Regions from separate parts of the Triticum aestivum genome. Here region 1 is linked to region 2. The links are chromatin contacts, called in public Hi-C maps. All regions are on one chromosome and are shown on one strand. The core of a region is the stretch at or near the end of the contact, and the rest is flanking DNA. Distances in the headings are between cores, read along the strand shown. Region 1 holds the start of LOC123045078 (mitogen-activated protein kinase kinase kinase 5). Region 2 holds the start of LOC100873145 (transcription factor NIGTH1).

Region 1 (3,858 bases), core at 444-2,943, 210 kb before region 2:
GAGAAGATGCCACAGTAGATGAGACGTCAGCATTGCTCAATCTTCGAGGGCTGCCTACGGGACTGGAAAATCCACTGGTTGGAGCACTTCTAGTTGGAATGTTCAAACGGAAGTTCCCTGTTTCAGTTGAACTCTTATCCTGGAACTTGTCATGGAGTGCTTTTCGGTGGTGACTAGAGATAGGCCGCTTTGTACCATTTGAGCAGAAATCATTATGTTCAGGGAACTTTTGCACAGTCTGACCTGTCACCCTGTAACCACATGATTAGTAAGAACCCGGAAACGATGCAAGGAACAATGCAAGTTTAGATACAGATTTCTTTCAAGCTTAAATACAATATGGAGTGTACATATACATCATTAAAAGTAGAGAGGGAAAGGACCGGTCAGCAAATGAGACTTGGTAATGCAACTAAGTTGCTAGTAACAGCAGCGGATCCTACCACCCAAGTCATTCTGGTTACCCCACAATTTTTGTTCTTCAGTCAGATGTCATAGTGTAAGAACGGAGGTAAACCATTGATAAGAACTGCGATAACACCATCTCCCAACCAGGAACATTCTAGTTCAGAGAATGTTCTGACTTCTGAACCCCTGTCCTTTCATTTATGTAACTTACAATAAATACAAGCAGTGGCCAAACAATCATAGCAAGCTTTCGACTATTAGCTACTTCTGCCTGTAGATGGTTGGATTGCAACCCCACCTATCTTTCACCTCAATGTAAATCCTGAAGAGATTCATCTAATATTGCAATGGCTGGATGGCGTAATGAAAAACAGAAAGTAGTATAATTCATTGCAATCCTTGTAGCTTCCAACACATGTCAATCACATTAACAGGTCGCAAATTGTTTACGTGATAAAGGATCATAATTCTACCGTCGTTTCCTCAGCTCAGCGATCACGTTCAATCACACAACGGCACACAATTCGGAGCAGTCGACAATAGGGAAACTAAGATATCGCAAGTTGCAACAATTTTTATTTATTCATGATGTATCAACATTACCTCGGTATTTGCAAAGACGCCCTCTCGTTCCCGCCTTCCGCGACCCCCGCCGGGTCCGTCGTCTCCAGCTCTGCGAGGGGCTTCGGTGAGGGTGACGGCAACGGCAGCGGGTGCAACACGGGGGACGACGCGGACCTCGGAGGCGGAGCTACCACCCCGTCCGCGGCGTTGGAGGACCTCGAGATCGGGGGACCGAGCCCGACGGCATCGGATGCGGAGGCGCGCCCCCTGGCGTGCGGCGGCGAGGAGGAGGACGCGACGTCGATGCCGAGGTCGGCGAGCAGCGCGTCGATATCGTAGACGTGGCGCAGCTTCCGCTGTCGCGTGAGCTGCCGCGGCTGGCGGTGTGGCCGCGCGAGGAGGAGGTCCCCGGCGTCTTCGGACCCCGCGCGTCGCGGCTGTGAGCGCGAGGTGGACGCCCGCGCGGGGGAGGCCGGGGCGGAGGAGGCGGTGGTGGCGGAGCGGTGGAAGGCGGTCTTGGAGCGCTTCCACCACGACGGCATCACGGGGGCTCGCGACGAGAGGCTGGCCGTGGGAGTGGGGTTAATGGCATCGGAGGCGGAGAGGAGGTAGACGGAGACGACGACGACCACCACCACCTCCTCCCAGAAAAAAAATCAACTTTTTTTTGGGTGGTCTGTCGTTGTGATGTGCGGCGTTTTCGGGAGGGAAAAGAATGGAACGCACGCGGCATCCTGGAAGAAGGAAATCTTTCGAGTCAACTCGCGCCAGGGAACCCGTCCACTGCTTATTTCCATTTTTGCCACTGATGGCTTAGAGAAGCTAGATATATGAAATGAAAGGAGCGTCTGCGTTTTGGAGCTCGGCCTTCATGGAGGATGAAATTTTTGAAAAAATCAAAATCAAACTTTTCAGTTTTAACAAAATATGCACAAAAAAAAGTAAACAAAGATGTGATATGTATGGGTGTAAAATTTTAAAATGAAATACCATGACACGTGATTTGTGCAGAAGACAAATTTATGAACTTTGAGAACGAACAGTGCATCTACTAAAAAAGCCTTAGATTGTTTTTCTTGTCTAGCACTCATTTTAACGTATTTCGTTCTGAAAATTTACAAACTTGTGCATATGCCTCTAAATATATGTGTACCTTTTTCAAAAAGAAAGTGCAAATTTTAATTTTGATAATTTCAAATTCGGCTCCATGGATGCCGAGCTTCATTGAGTATTTTGGCGTCTGCATAGGTTGATAAAAGCGGGCAACACATGGATGTGAGAGCATCTACGAACGAACGCCCCAAACGCTCTGCCGTTCTAATCCAATACTACTCAAACAAAGACAAAACTCAACCGGTCCACCCAGACGCAACTCAAACGTCATGGCTGATGGGCAACCCCTATATTCAGCCCATATGTGAGGAAGATATGAGGACGCCTGAAGGCGCCCGCCACGTCGGATCCGGACTACTATGGCCCACTCGGACCCCACTAATATTCATCCCTATCTGCACTCCGAACCAAACCCTAGGCACACCACTCCACTCCACTTCATCACCAAGCTCATGTCGACAAACTCCGGCCTTCTCCGGCATGGCAGGAAGTGGATCCGACTCCGAGCTCTCCTGATCCGTTGACTCGAACCTTGTACCATGCAGGGACGAGCAGTAGATGGCCGTTCGAGTGGCTCTCCGCGGCTCCTGGGTGGAGTGCGCCTGACCTCGGCTGGACTCGATCCGGCCGAAATCCATTGCGTTCACTCAAATGGCGCATAGACCCGCCGGAGCTGGTGCCTCGAGGCGCGTGACCGTGGCATGGCCGAAGGCGGTGACCACTGTCTAGCAGTGCAACCTCTTAGATGGCGCCTTGTCCCGCGACATTGGGCTCCAAAATGAAGGTCAACGATGCCATGGTTTACGGCCAAACCGCCCAAGAGCCGTGGTCTTCCCCCCATGCGAGGCAGAGGGCGCGGGATGATGTTGCGGCCCTCAAGGCGGAGCCGGCGGAGTCGTGCACCAACTTGGCAGCAACGAGGAAGGCCTCTGTGCAAGCATCACTGAGAAGCGGCAAAGGAGGGTGACACACGCCCTCGCAAGGGAGCAAAGTCGGGCAGTCTATGCCATGGTCGAACTGCCCCTCCCCCCCCCCAAAGGGGAGAAGGAGGAGGACAACTACAAACCGACAGCTCCGGTAGTGGGTAGATCGGCCTATATCCGTTTAGCGTCTTCGACTGCTACTTCTGCAGAAAAGATGGCAAGGGCAAGGGTGGTGTGGATGAACTTCTTGCATTGTCGTTTCATTTGTAGTTACTAGAACATGTAAACTATTGGTAGTCTGATCACATGTGTGTTCAACTACGTATGTAATCTAGCGTTGCATGAGACTAGTATTGTCGGTGTCTAGGAACCAAACATTAAGGTGTGCGAACACCCCGTTTGGGTTCGGCCGGGGACTGAACACGTTACATCCCTAATGTAGGGAAATTTAGTAGAAAACAAAAAAAATCGGCATACAAGCACCCAGGAACAATATGAAGGTGCATTAGGGGATTGGATCATGATCGTTACTGAGAGAGTTCCAGACTAGGGGGTGTCCGGATAGCCGAACTATCATCATCGGCCGGACTCCAAGACTATGAAGATACAAGATTGAAGACTTCGTCCCGTGTCCGGATGGGACTTTCCTTGGCGTGGAAGGCAAGCTTGGCGATACGGATATGTAGATTTCCTACCATTGTAACCGACTCTATGTAACCCTAGCCCTCTCCGGTGTCTATATAAACCGGATGGCTTTAGTCCATAGGACGAACAACAATCATACCATAGGCTAGCTTCTAGGGTTTAGCCTCCTTGATCTCGTGGTAGATCTACTCTTGTAACACATATC
Region 2 (4,200 bases), core at 826-3,325:
AAGGCATGCCATACTTTTACCTATTCTGGTTGTTGAAAACTTCAGAACTGAGTGACAACCAACCAAACATGCCTAGACTCTCACTAGTGAGACTAAAATGGGAAAGAAAATCGTCGCGCTTTTGCGAGAGAATGAAAATTGTACACAAGCTAAATTCAAAAGATAAAACGAAAGAAAATTATATTGACCATCCGCAAAAAATAAAGAAAAGAGAATCAACGACGCGCTTTTATGAGACAATGAATACGAACTTATTATGTAACCTCAGTGTTGTGTAGACATGCATATCTAGACAAAACAATGTATCCAGCTAATACAAATCCAAAATATTGAACGAATACGAATGCAATTAAATTTGTAATTTATGTACATATTACCCCTGTGTATTGTATCTGGCCAATATACTACCTTGATAAGATACACTCGTATTTGCCGCTTATGATTAATTGATACCAAAACTCAACATGTCCAATTAGTACCATCGCATATTTTTCTTTCTTCTAAGAGATATGTCTGTTACAATTGAGATGCTCCTTCATCAAGTATTCATAGGGTATATTCTTTTACGCAAGTGCTAGCGATTGAGAATGAATATGTATGCAATTTAATCTGTATATTATTTTATGCAAGTGCTAACGATTCAGATGCTGCTTCATCAAATATTCATAGGGTATACCTAAACTTAGTTCATATATAAAAAGTTAATGCTGATTCAACTTTCAGTTTAGTTTAGAGTGTCCTATAGTCCGTTGTAGATGATAACATATTCTGCATTTTACTTTAGGCTAGCAATGGATAAAATTAGTAATAATGACACCATATAGCATGCTAACTATCCTACGGGCCGGGTGATGCATATTTGGAGGTGTTTCCTAAAAGGATATCTTGTGGCTGGATATTTCAAAAAACCCATGCATATGCCACTGTGAAATGATGTCACCACTCTAATGAGACAAAGATCAAAGGGGGGCAATTCATATCTTCTCATGAATTGGGTCTTGAAATTCGACTTTGGGATTACTGTTGTGTTTGATGTTTCTTTATTACTTTCATAGTTGTGACGTGATGCATATATCCTACTAGGTTGTGAGGTAGAATACACTTTCTATGGCCAAATACGAGGTATACATTTTTCACAAGAAAGTACCTCATGGCCATGTGTGATAACTGTTTATATAAGGCATGCCATACTTTTACCTATTTTGGTTGTTGAAAACTTCACAACCGGGTGACCACCAACCAAACATGATCATGAAGTTAGACATGTATAGAAAATTGAAGTGAAGACGGTTTAGAGAGCAGTTTATGTCATATTTTTGCACGAGAAGTCAATGTTGATTAGAGTGTTCGGTGTTACAAGTTGCAAAACTAATATAACAACAAATATGGAACTTGACCCATGAGCGCAACTCACTATGTTCCGAAGAAGCATAAAATTGTACCAAAGCTAAATTCAAAAGATAAAACGAAAGAAAATCATAATGACCAACCGCAAAAATTAAAGAAAAAGAAACCAACCATGCACTTTTACGAGACAATCAACACGAACTTATTATGTAACCTCGGTGCCGCGTATGCATGCATATCTAGACAAATCATTATATCCAGCTAATACAAATCCAGAATATAGAATGAATACGTATACCATTAAATTCGTAATTTATGTACACATCCCCCGCTGTCTATCGTATCCGATCGATATACTACCTTGATAAGATACACACGTATTTGACGCCTACGATTAATTGCTTCCAAAACTAAACATTTCCAATTAATACGACCGCATATTTTCTTCTTCTTCTAATAGCCTGAACAAAAAGGCATTTTGCATCTTCCCTCTGACCCCAATAGCACAAGCTCAATCTGGTTGAAAGTGTGTACAACACCCGCAAAAAAAAAGGTGTGTACAAGACATATTTTGAATTTGTTGGCATGCATAGGCAAGTGGGCTAAAGCTTAAAAGCCATAAAATCCAAGGGCCTTGATGGAAACTGACGTTCATTGTAGCTATCTGTAGGTGACGTGAAAAATCGTCCTCGTCTCATCCTCGCACACTCTCGAGATTCTCCCCCCTCCCAATGCTTCTCCTCCTCTATATAAACGTCCCCATTCACCCACCTCCTCCCTCCAGTTCACATCCACCTCATACTTTCTCTTGCAACAAGTCAGTAAAGATTCCGTTTGGAGAGCGAGAGCTCCGGTGTAAAACCATGGGTCTGGATGTAGGAGAGATCGGCATGGGCGCAGATTTGAGCCTGGATTTGAAGATGTTCGCGGCCAAGAGCCTGGGGCGGGTGAGGGAAGCGCCGGCGGCCGCCATGGACGACTGTATCCGGAGGCTGGAGGAGGAGAAGAGCAAGATCGAGGTGTTCCGGCGCGAGCTCCCCCTCTGCGCACGCCTCCTCGCTGACGGTGAGAGAGAAACTTCTTGCTTGCTTGCTTGTGCTAGTACTAGCTATTATCCCTTTGTTGTTTTCTTCTTTTTGGGGAGCCTTTCTTGACGTGGTTTGGTTGCTTGCGCAGTGATTGATGTGATGAAGAAGGAGGTGGAGGAGAAGAAGAGAGGCGGCGATCGAGGAGAGGACAAGGAGGACGCCGGCGCAGGCGACAAGAGCAACTGGATGAGCACCGCGCAGCTCTGGACCGGCGATTCCGTCCCGGGGGACGATGCTTCCGAGGTAGGATCCGGCGATTCAGTTGCCCGCGTGCTTGCTTGTTGTCGATGAAGCATTTATGATCATTAAATCGTGGTGGTTTTATTGTGTTTGGGGTTCTGAAAGTTTGCGCCTTTTTACGATTGCAGAAGCAGGGTGAGAGGAGGAGGTCGTCGGTGCCGGAATCTCGCGACGGCGCTGCCTTACCGTTCAAGGCCGTGGGCTCCGGCGCGCCGGCGTTCGCGCCGCCGAGTTTGAGGAAGGATGACAAGGCTGTGGGGATGCCGGATCTGCCGTTTCTGTCGCCGGCACCGATCAAGACCTCTCTGGCTGCTGCTACCGGCGGCGCTGAAGAAAGCCGCCGTCAGCTTGTGGGATTTGCGCAAGAAGCGGCGAGGGCTGCGGCCGCCCTGGCACCGGCTGCCCCTTCCCTAAGCCTCCAGGCGCAGTCGCAGCAGACAGCACAGCAGCAGCAGCAGCAGCAGCAAGCGAGGAAGGCGCGGCGGTGCTGGTCGCCGGAGCTGCACCGCCAGTTCGTCACTGCCCTGCACCAACTCGGTGGTCCCCAAGGTGAGCGCTTCACAAATACTCCCAGAACTGGATATAATATCAAGAACACCCAGTAGATATATATAGTAGCAGCAAATTATTGAGAGCTTACATGGCTGTTATCCTTGCCATGATTGCAGTTGCTACTCCAAAGCAAATCAGGGAGCTGATGAAGGTGGATGGCCTGACCAATGATGAAGTGAAGAGCCATCTCCAGGTGAGCAATTCACCACTATCTTTCACAAACTTCTGTCCATGTACTACTAATGATGGAATTTATTACTAGCTTTTACTAATTTGCATTGACACTAATGTGAATCATGTATTGTTTTTCTTATGGTTCAGAAATACCGTCTGCACAACCGAAGGGCGCCAGGATCTCCGGCAGCCAACCGGCCGATCGTGCTCATGGGAGGGCTCTGGATAACTCAGGAGCAGAGCAGCTCCCAGTCAGGGGGATCACCTCCGGGGCCCCTAAACTTCTCAAGCTCAGGCGTAGCTGCCTCATCGGTGACGGTCAGCGGCGAGGAGGAAGATGGCAGATCAGAGAGCTATGGCTGGAAATGATCGATCAAGAAGTTATATTAGTGTTTGTTCAGAGTTTCCTGGTCGATTCCATGGCGCGCGATGACAGTGGTATCTTGAGAGATTCCTGAGACAGGATTGTAGTGTAGCCTTTTTTGTTGTATGCAGGGTGATCAAGCCTTGAGTGCTTTGAGATGAAACTCTTGCTGTTATTATGTAAGTACATCGGAAAGAGGTTATACTAGTTACAATTTTGCGGATATGTTAATCTAAAAAGGTTGGGGCAGAGCTACAATTTTCGCCCAGAGAATTTACCAATGATCAGTGTCAGACTTTCTCTTGATAAGCAAATTTCCGTATGGATTAAGTACAGTATACAGCTTTTCATAAAGCTTGCTGCTGTTGTTTGTTGATTCAACTGAAAGTCAGTTGCAGGTAGATTCTGAACTTGTGATTGTGCCCGTGTTTTGCT

What was found. A called contact is a pair of places that touch in the nucleus more often than the background predicts.
Region 1: a contact with region 2 is called in a Hi-C map of leaf, with 7 times the contacts expected there. The contact joins the promoter of LOC123045078 here to the promoter of LOC100873145 in region 2. A contact is called at or near these places in 2 of 5 Hi-C or Micro-C datasets (both in leaf).

Annotation. Positions count from the first base shown.
Region 1 is chr2B:391,905,297-391,909,154 of IWGSC CS RefSeq v2.1, reverse strand. It overlaps LOC123045078 (mitogen-activated protein kinase kinase kinase 5), which reads right to left and starts at 1,693. Exons shown (of 11, transcript XM_044468010.1): 1 at 1,012-1,693; 2 at 1-251. The coding sequence starts at 1,514.
Region 2 is chr2B:391,691,373-391,695,572 of IWGSC CS RefSeq v2.1, reverse strand. LOC100873145 (transcription factor NIGTH1) reads left to right here and starts at 2,075. Exons shown (of 5, transcript XM_044468009.1): 1 at 2,075-2,412; 2 at 2,524-2,678; 3 at 2,804-3,224; 4 at 3,344-3,420; 5 at 3,549-3,988. The coding sequence starts at 2,079. The coding sequence ends at 3,770.